2 separate regions of the Mus musculus genome follow, and region 2 is linked to region 1. A link is a contact called in public Hi-C data. All regions are on one chromosome and are shown on one strand. Each heading gives the region's core, a stretch centred on a gene start, on an enhancer-like site or on the middle of the called end of the contact. The rest is flanking DNA. Distances are from core to core; before and after follow the strand shown. Region 1 has its middle 25 kb from the start of Gm32028. Region 2 overlaps Gm4470 (a long non-coding RNA gene).

Region 1 (2,796 bases), core at 112-2,611:
ACCAGAATTACTTATCTGAACCAAGTCCATTGTACCAGCCAAGACAGACTAAGTCGTGCTAACGAAACAACAGCTTCCCAGTGCGGGAACACACCCTAAGAAACATAACGCTTTTTCTCGGTTTTTATTTGTGGACATACTCCAAGTCCATCCCATATTGGTAGCGGGAATCATGGAGCCAAGTAGACTGATGGAGCTACCATCATATCAAATAGTCCGAATTTCAAACAGCCGAGGAAAGAATTTCGGATGTCTAGCTTCAGATGTGAAAGGCACATGGGTCATTTCTGCGCAAAGTCATTGGTCAATCTAACCACAACCGGAGTGGGAGGAGCTGTGTCTGGAGGAGGGTGTTCATTCTCTTTACTCCTGTCCTCTAGTACTAGCTGCTTCATTCTATCTTCCGGAAGGATGTTCCGTAACCCACAGCCGGCTTTCCTGGAAGATGTAGTGTTCTTCCTGGGGATATGGGGATGGGAGAAACAGACAGCCTATATAAACTCCAGAGCTAACCACAGGAAGCCCCGGACCAGCTACATGTGCGCTGTGGACCCCGCTCTGACACTCGGGACCGGGCACCCTTTTGAGTTTCTCCCTTTTTGAGCTATGGGCCCAGCAGGCCTGGGGCAATGTTTCAGGAGAGGTCTCTAATTTTTGTATCTAGCATCTGCTTCATGCCTAAAGAAGTAGAGTTCTTGGACCCTGCTGTTGACCCCCGGGGGAAACTAAGTAAGCAGTTTGATACCCCATTTTTCTTAGTCCCAGGCTCTCTTTTGTGTTACATAACTGTGGTTGTCAGGTTCAATCTGATTATTTCGCTGGGTAGACTAGCAAGCGTTTGGATGAATTGTCCCTTGCCCCTAAGCTCAAATGCTCATATTTTCAGTTCAGTGCGCAGAAGGCCCTCACAGGGTCCAATCTGGGTTTCTTTTTCCTTTTCTTTTTCTCCCTCCTTCCTATTCTTTCCCTCCAGTAATATTCACAGCATTTCCCATTCTCTTTTGGAAGCAGTCTCAGTCTGTAGCCCAGGCTGGCCTCGGACTGGCGCCAGTCCTCTTGCTTCAGCAGCATTCATGCTGGGATTACAGATGACACAATCACGTCCGGCTTTCCAGTTTTCTGTTTCTGTCATAATTTATCATCCTGTTTCCCAACCCCTTCCTTTAGAGACCTGGTCCCTGTGGATCTATAACTTCTAGGAGAGCTGGGGAGTGGGGGTGGGGGTTGAGACTGTGTGTACCAAGTTCAATTTCCACACCTTGATGGTTTTACCCAAGGCAGCCTCCATGGGCGGGCAGAGCAGGAGTGGGTGGGCAGACCTGCTCATTCATGGCTCTGTGATTGCGAGTGTGCAACCCTGCAGCCCTGAGTCACACTGACAGATCGCCTGTCTGGACTTTGTTTATTTAGAATGCTGCAGACACCCAGAGGCTGAGGATGAACAAGCATCCGAATGTTATGTTGTCACAATGCAGTCTCCTTGGGCATATCAAGTGCCAGCTCCATCTAGAAACCCAAGGGACCACAATCTGGACTCCCTAACCAACAGGTACAATCATTTCAGATCAATATTTTAGTGTGGTATTATCCAGTTTGTGATCAAAGCTTTCAGAGGCTGAGAGGAATTCTCATGTCCAATCTGGAATTCTTAGAGCCTCAAGTCCTCATCAGGACAGGCTGATCTGTAGGCATGTTTGGGTTCTGTTGCTTTTTTCCTGAGCTGGGTCCAAGATGTTGCCCTAGATGTGAGAGCCTCTCCTTGGCAGACTTTGACAGAGCATGCTGTCAGAAGAGTCCTAAGAATTAAAAGAGGGTTTTCTTGTGTTCTTTTCAGGAAATAAATGTAAAAGATTCAAAACTGTGTTCACACAAATTTTCCTCTGCTGATGTCCAGCTGGGGAAAGATGGGAGAGGAACAGAGAGAGAGAGAGAGAGAGAGAGAGAGAGAGAGAGAGAGAGAGAGAGAGAGAGAGAGAGAGACCTGGGCTTGATTTGCTAAAGGATGGAGCTGGGGACCACCTTGCTCTGGCCTGGAGGTGCCACAAGATGGCAGCATTTCTGAATCTTCTCAGTGCTCAGGGGGCCAGCCTGCAGGGCACAGGGCTGCCTTGGCCTGACCTGTCTTCCCTGCATTAAGAAGTATTAAGAGGTCCAACCAGAACATCTGCTTGAAGGGCTGGATATCCACAGTCCAGCTCTCTCAACAACATCAACTCAGTGGCCATGTGGACCCTACATTGGATTGACTTAGTTTTTTAAAGAAACTGCCTTTTGGCCAGCTGTTGTACAAAGCTAAGGAACTCTGGGGTGCATTAGGAAGCACAGCCTTTGAGCCTCAGTCTGGGCACTGAGGGCTCCATCAACTGTCTGGCATCAAGGCCAGAAGCCCTGCTCTTCCAACCTCCAACACCAGGATCTAACAGCCTAACAGGCAGTTTTGTCAAGGCAACCCTTCTTGGTGTGTATCCTGGACAGCTTACTCACTTACTCGCTTGTAAATCAACATTCATTTGGCAACTTTTGAGCCAGAGTCTCCAGGGAAACAGAGTAAAGCTCTTCCATCATGGAATCTGCATCTCGGATGTGCCGCTGGAGGCCAAGTTCATGAAACTTTGTTGCGAAGGGTCTTGTAGGGTGATGACTGGGACTCTAGAAGCCTCCATCACCTTCTAGCTGAGCCTCTGCGTCTGTTTTCTGAGATGTTGTGTGTGTTATTGGAAGCAATTAAAGAGCAAATAGGTTATGTGAATTTATCATAGGCTAGATGAGAGCTGTTTCAGGTACAGCTATGCAGCC
Region 2 (2,796 bases), core at 103-2,602, 120 kb after region 1:
GCCTCCAAAACTACTATACGTTAGCTTACTCCTTTCCAATGTTTGGAGCCAACTCCCAATGTCTATTTATCTCATTCACAGTGTCATTGTTTCTAACTGATCTTTCATATTCTTTTAAGTTTAGTTTTGGTGAATGGGACAGATCTGTTATAATTATCTCTGAACTCAAATTCAGGCTAATTATTTCTTAAGATTCTAGAGCATCCCTGATGCACTGTCTTTCTTGTTTCCAGCAGAAATGTATTGTTTGAGGTTTCTAAGTACCTCACCCTCTACGCCTCAGGATGCGAGTGCAACAAATAAAGGGTACATTGAAATAGAGTATTTCAAATAACCTGCAGCATCATTAAAAACATCAAATTAAATGAACAGAAAACAAACAGACTCAAGTTTCTGTCTGTAATCAGATATTCTTTGTTAAGGGCTCCCGAGTGTATTTCAATACCGGCTATACCAGCTTGTAGCTTCCCAGTTAAGTACTCATCTTACAGGGCAAATTCTTTTAAATGATGGGAGAAGAGAAGGGAGGAAACCCCTCAGCTCCAGCAGACCTCCAGAATGAGCTCAATTTGCCTTGGCTTTCATGCATCATGGAAGGCCTAGCTTCAATTTTCAATCCAAACTCTAAGTCAAAACCTCATTAGCACAGTCAACTACCATCAATATGCTCTGGTCTCTTCCATGATAGAAAGGCTTCTTAGTCATGGGCTAGAGTTTAGAAACTGACCAGATGGTCCAACGTCTCGATGCTACTCCTAACATTTGGGACAGAAAGTTCATCTAAGTATGCCAGGGTCTTTAGTGTTCCTGCCGCCCCTCCCTCTGAAACGCAGGTGAATGTCATTTACTGTCCTGAGCAAAGATGTCTCCAAACATTTCCATATTCTCTTCCACATCCAACAAGAGGCATTCCCAGCGGCCTGTGGCTGTCCTCAGCCATGAAGCTCTCACAGTGTGTGTGTTGTCTTCATAGAGGCTGATGACCATCAGCACCATCAGTGTTGTTTTGCTTAGTGTGTCCTCTTCATAGGAGCTGATGATCACCAACACCATCATTGTTCCTATGGCTCAGATGCACCTGCATCACCAAAGCAGGTGTTTCACCCAGCTGTGTGCCAACATCTGTCCCAGCCCTAAACAATGCTCAGTGTGAAATTTGAAAGGACAGCACAGCACAGGGGTCAAAGGGACCCATGTTTCAATTCAACCTTTGACCTTTCCCTTATATACATATGACCTTGAGAGGCGACTTTTATCTCTGTGAGTCTTGGTTTCTTTATCTAAGAGTTGAGTTAAGAAATCCATTTCACTTCTCAGGTTATACGAAGACTGGATGACATCGTTCACCGGAGCCACGTAGAGCCACACCTGTCACTTAACACTGGCTCACTCAAGACTGCCTTCCATCAATGATGGCACTGCCAGAGATTCCCAGAAAGGAAGAGCACTGCAAAGGTTATAGCTCAAGTAGGTAACTCCTGATTATATTCAGTGGATGCTCTTTTGCTGTGCCTTGGTGTTCTTTGAATCTACAGAAGGAAGTAAATATTTTCCTATGTTAATGAGTCAAGGAGCCAAAAAATAAAATAAAATAAAATAAAATAAAATAAAATAAAATAAAAATCACGTACCATCAGGCCAGGAAACATATTGAATGAAGTCAATGACACAGAAGACATGATCCAGGAAGGAGATTTTCATATGGCCACCTGTACCTCTGCCTTGGCAGCGCCATCCACACGTTTGCTTGAGGAAAATGCAAGTCACCTTCAGATCTTCTTTCGCCCCGTCCATCCACCACCCACACCACATCGCCTCTCCTCCTGTCTCACTGCTGCCATTCTGACCCACATCACCACCACTTTCCACCTGGAACTCTGCAATACTTTTCCTGTCTTGTCCATTCCTGCCTCCCTAGACTTTGTTTCCTGTTAGGTAGCCAGAGTGATCCTTAGAAAACCATACAAGTCATTTCCTTTTCCTGCTTAGAAGTCTCCCGATATCCTCTTTGTTGTTGTGTTTAGAATGAAACGCCACCACCTAGTGTCACTTGGTGCTGCCTGCCTCTCCTGGCCTTAGCATCCAGGACAAGTCTGCCTCAGCTGCACACTCCTCCCCTGGATTGCCACCAAACCAAGCTCTTTCCTCTTCAGGGTGCTTGCACCTGTTCCCTCTGGCTGGACACTCCAAAGCCAGAGCTCTGTAATCACAAATCACACTCGACTCCTCTCTGCTCTTTCCTAAGGCTCAGAAGGATGCCTGGGCGATAGTAAGCACTTAGCTGTTTATGATGAGGTGAATCAACAGTCAAAACAACCAGACACAGTGCAGTGGAGGTTGGTAGCCACACCCTATATAGTGGGTGACAATTCTTTCTGTGAGGGTTTCATCTACTGAGAGAAAGTTGAGTCCACACTCTCAAAATTCACAACCAACTATCGGAGAAAACCGGGAAGTTCGAGTCCAGAAAGGCAGTGAGTTAAGGGCTTCATTTCTTTAGGCAGATGAGCATTCGTTTATGCCAAATGCCGCACATAACTGTTAGAGTTAACCACGAGGTTGCCAGCAGCCATAAAAAAAAAAAAAAAAAAATTGCTCCATCTCAGCCCACAACAGTATCTGCCGCAGGGCTGACATTTCAAAGCTAATTCAATTACTTTGTCTTTCCTGGAAATGCACAATCCGGTCACATAATAGGACACTATTTAATTAGGAGGTTCCTGGTTGCTGGAATGTATAGGAAAGTGGTTGGTATGGTACTTCTTCCAAACTGGCCCTAAGCTTACCTTCCACGCC

Evidence for each region. Hi-C and Micro-C count contacts between places; a contact is called where the count stands out from the background.
Region 2: a Hi-C map of the N1E-115 cell line shows a contact between it and region 1, with 6 times the contacts expected there. The contact joins two enhancer-like sites. A contact is called at or near these places in 8 of 484 Hi-C or Micro-C datasets (the N1E-115 cell line, embryonic stem cells and liver), 1 of 115 datasets of contacts at active chromatin or transcription factors (embryonic stem cells) and 1 of 9 other capture datasets (embryonic stem cells).

What each region holds. Positions count from the first base shown.
Region 1 is chr19:56,201,221-56,204,016 of GRCm38.p6, reverse strand. No RefSeq gene overlaps it. Among named protein-coding and RNA genes, the nearest start is that of Gm32028, 25 kb to the right of the region's middle. Within about 2 kb of position 1,361, at least 28 of the 459 cell types and tissues checked have an H3K27ac peak or open chromatin away from gene starts, as enhancers often do. A contact at or near this core is called in the N1E-115 cell line, where this site is marked.
Region 2 is chr19:56,080,072-56,082,867 of GRCm38.p6, reverse strand. Gm4470 (a long non-coding RNA gene) reads right to left here. Exons shown (of 3, transcript XR_386811.3): 2 at 1,632-1,746; 3 at 1,453-1,529. Gm52387 (a long non-coding RNA gene) reads left to right here. Exons shown (of 3, transcript XR_003952892.1): 3 at 1,318-1,392. Among named protein-coding and RNA genes, the nearest start is that of Gm4470, 3.5 kb to the right of the region's middle. Within about 2 kb of position 1,352, at least 1 of the 459 cell types and tissues checked has an H3K27ac peak or open chromatin away from gene starts, as enhancers often do. A contact at or near this core is called in the N1E-115 cell line, where this site is marked.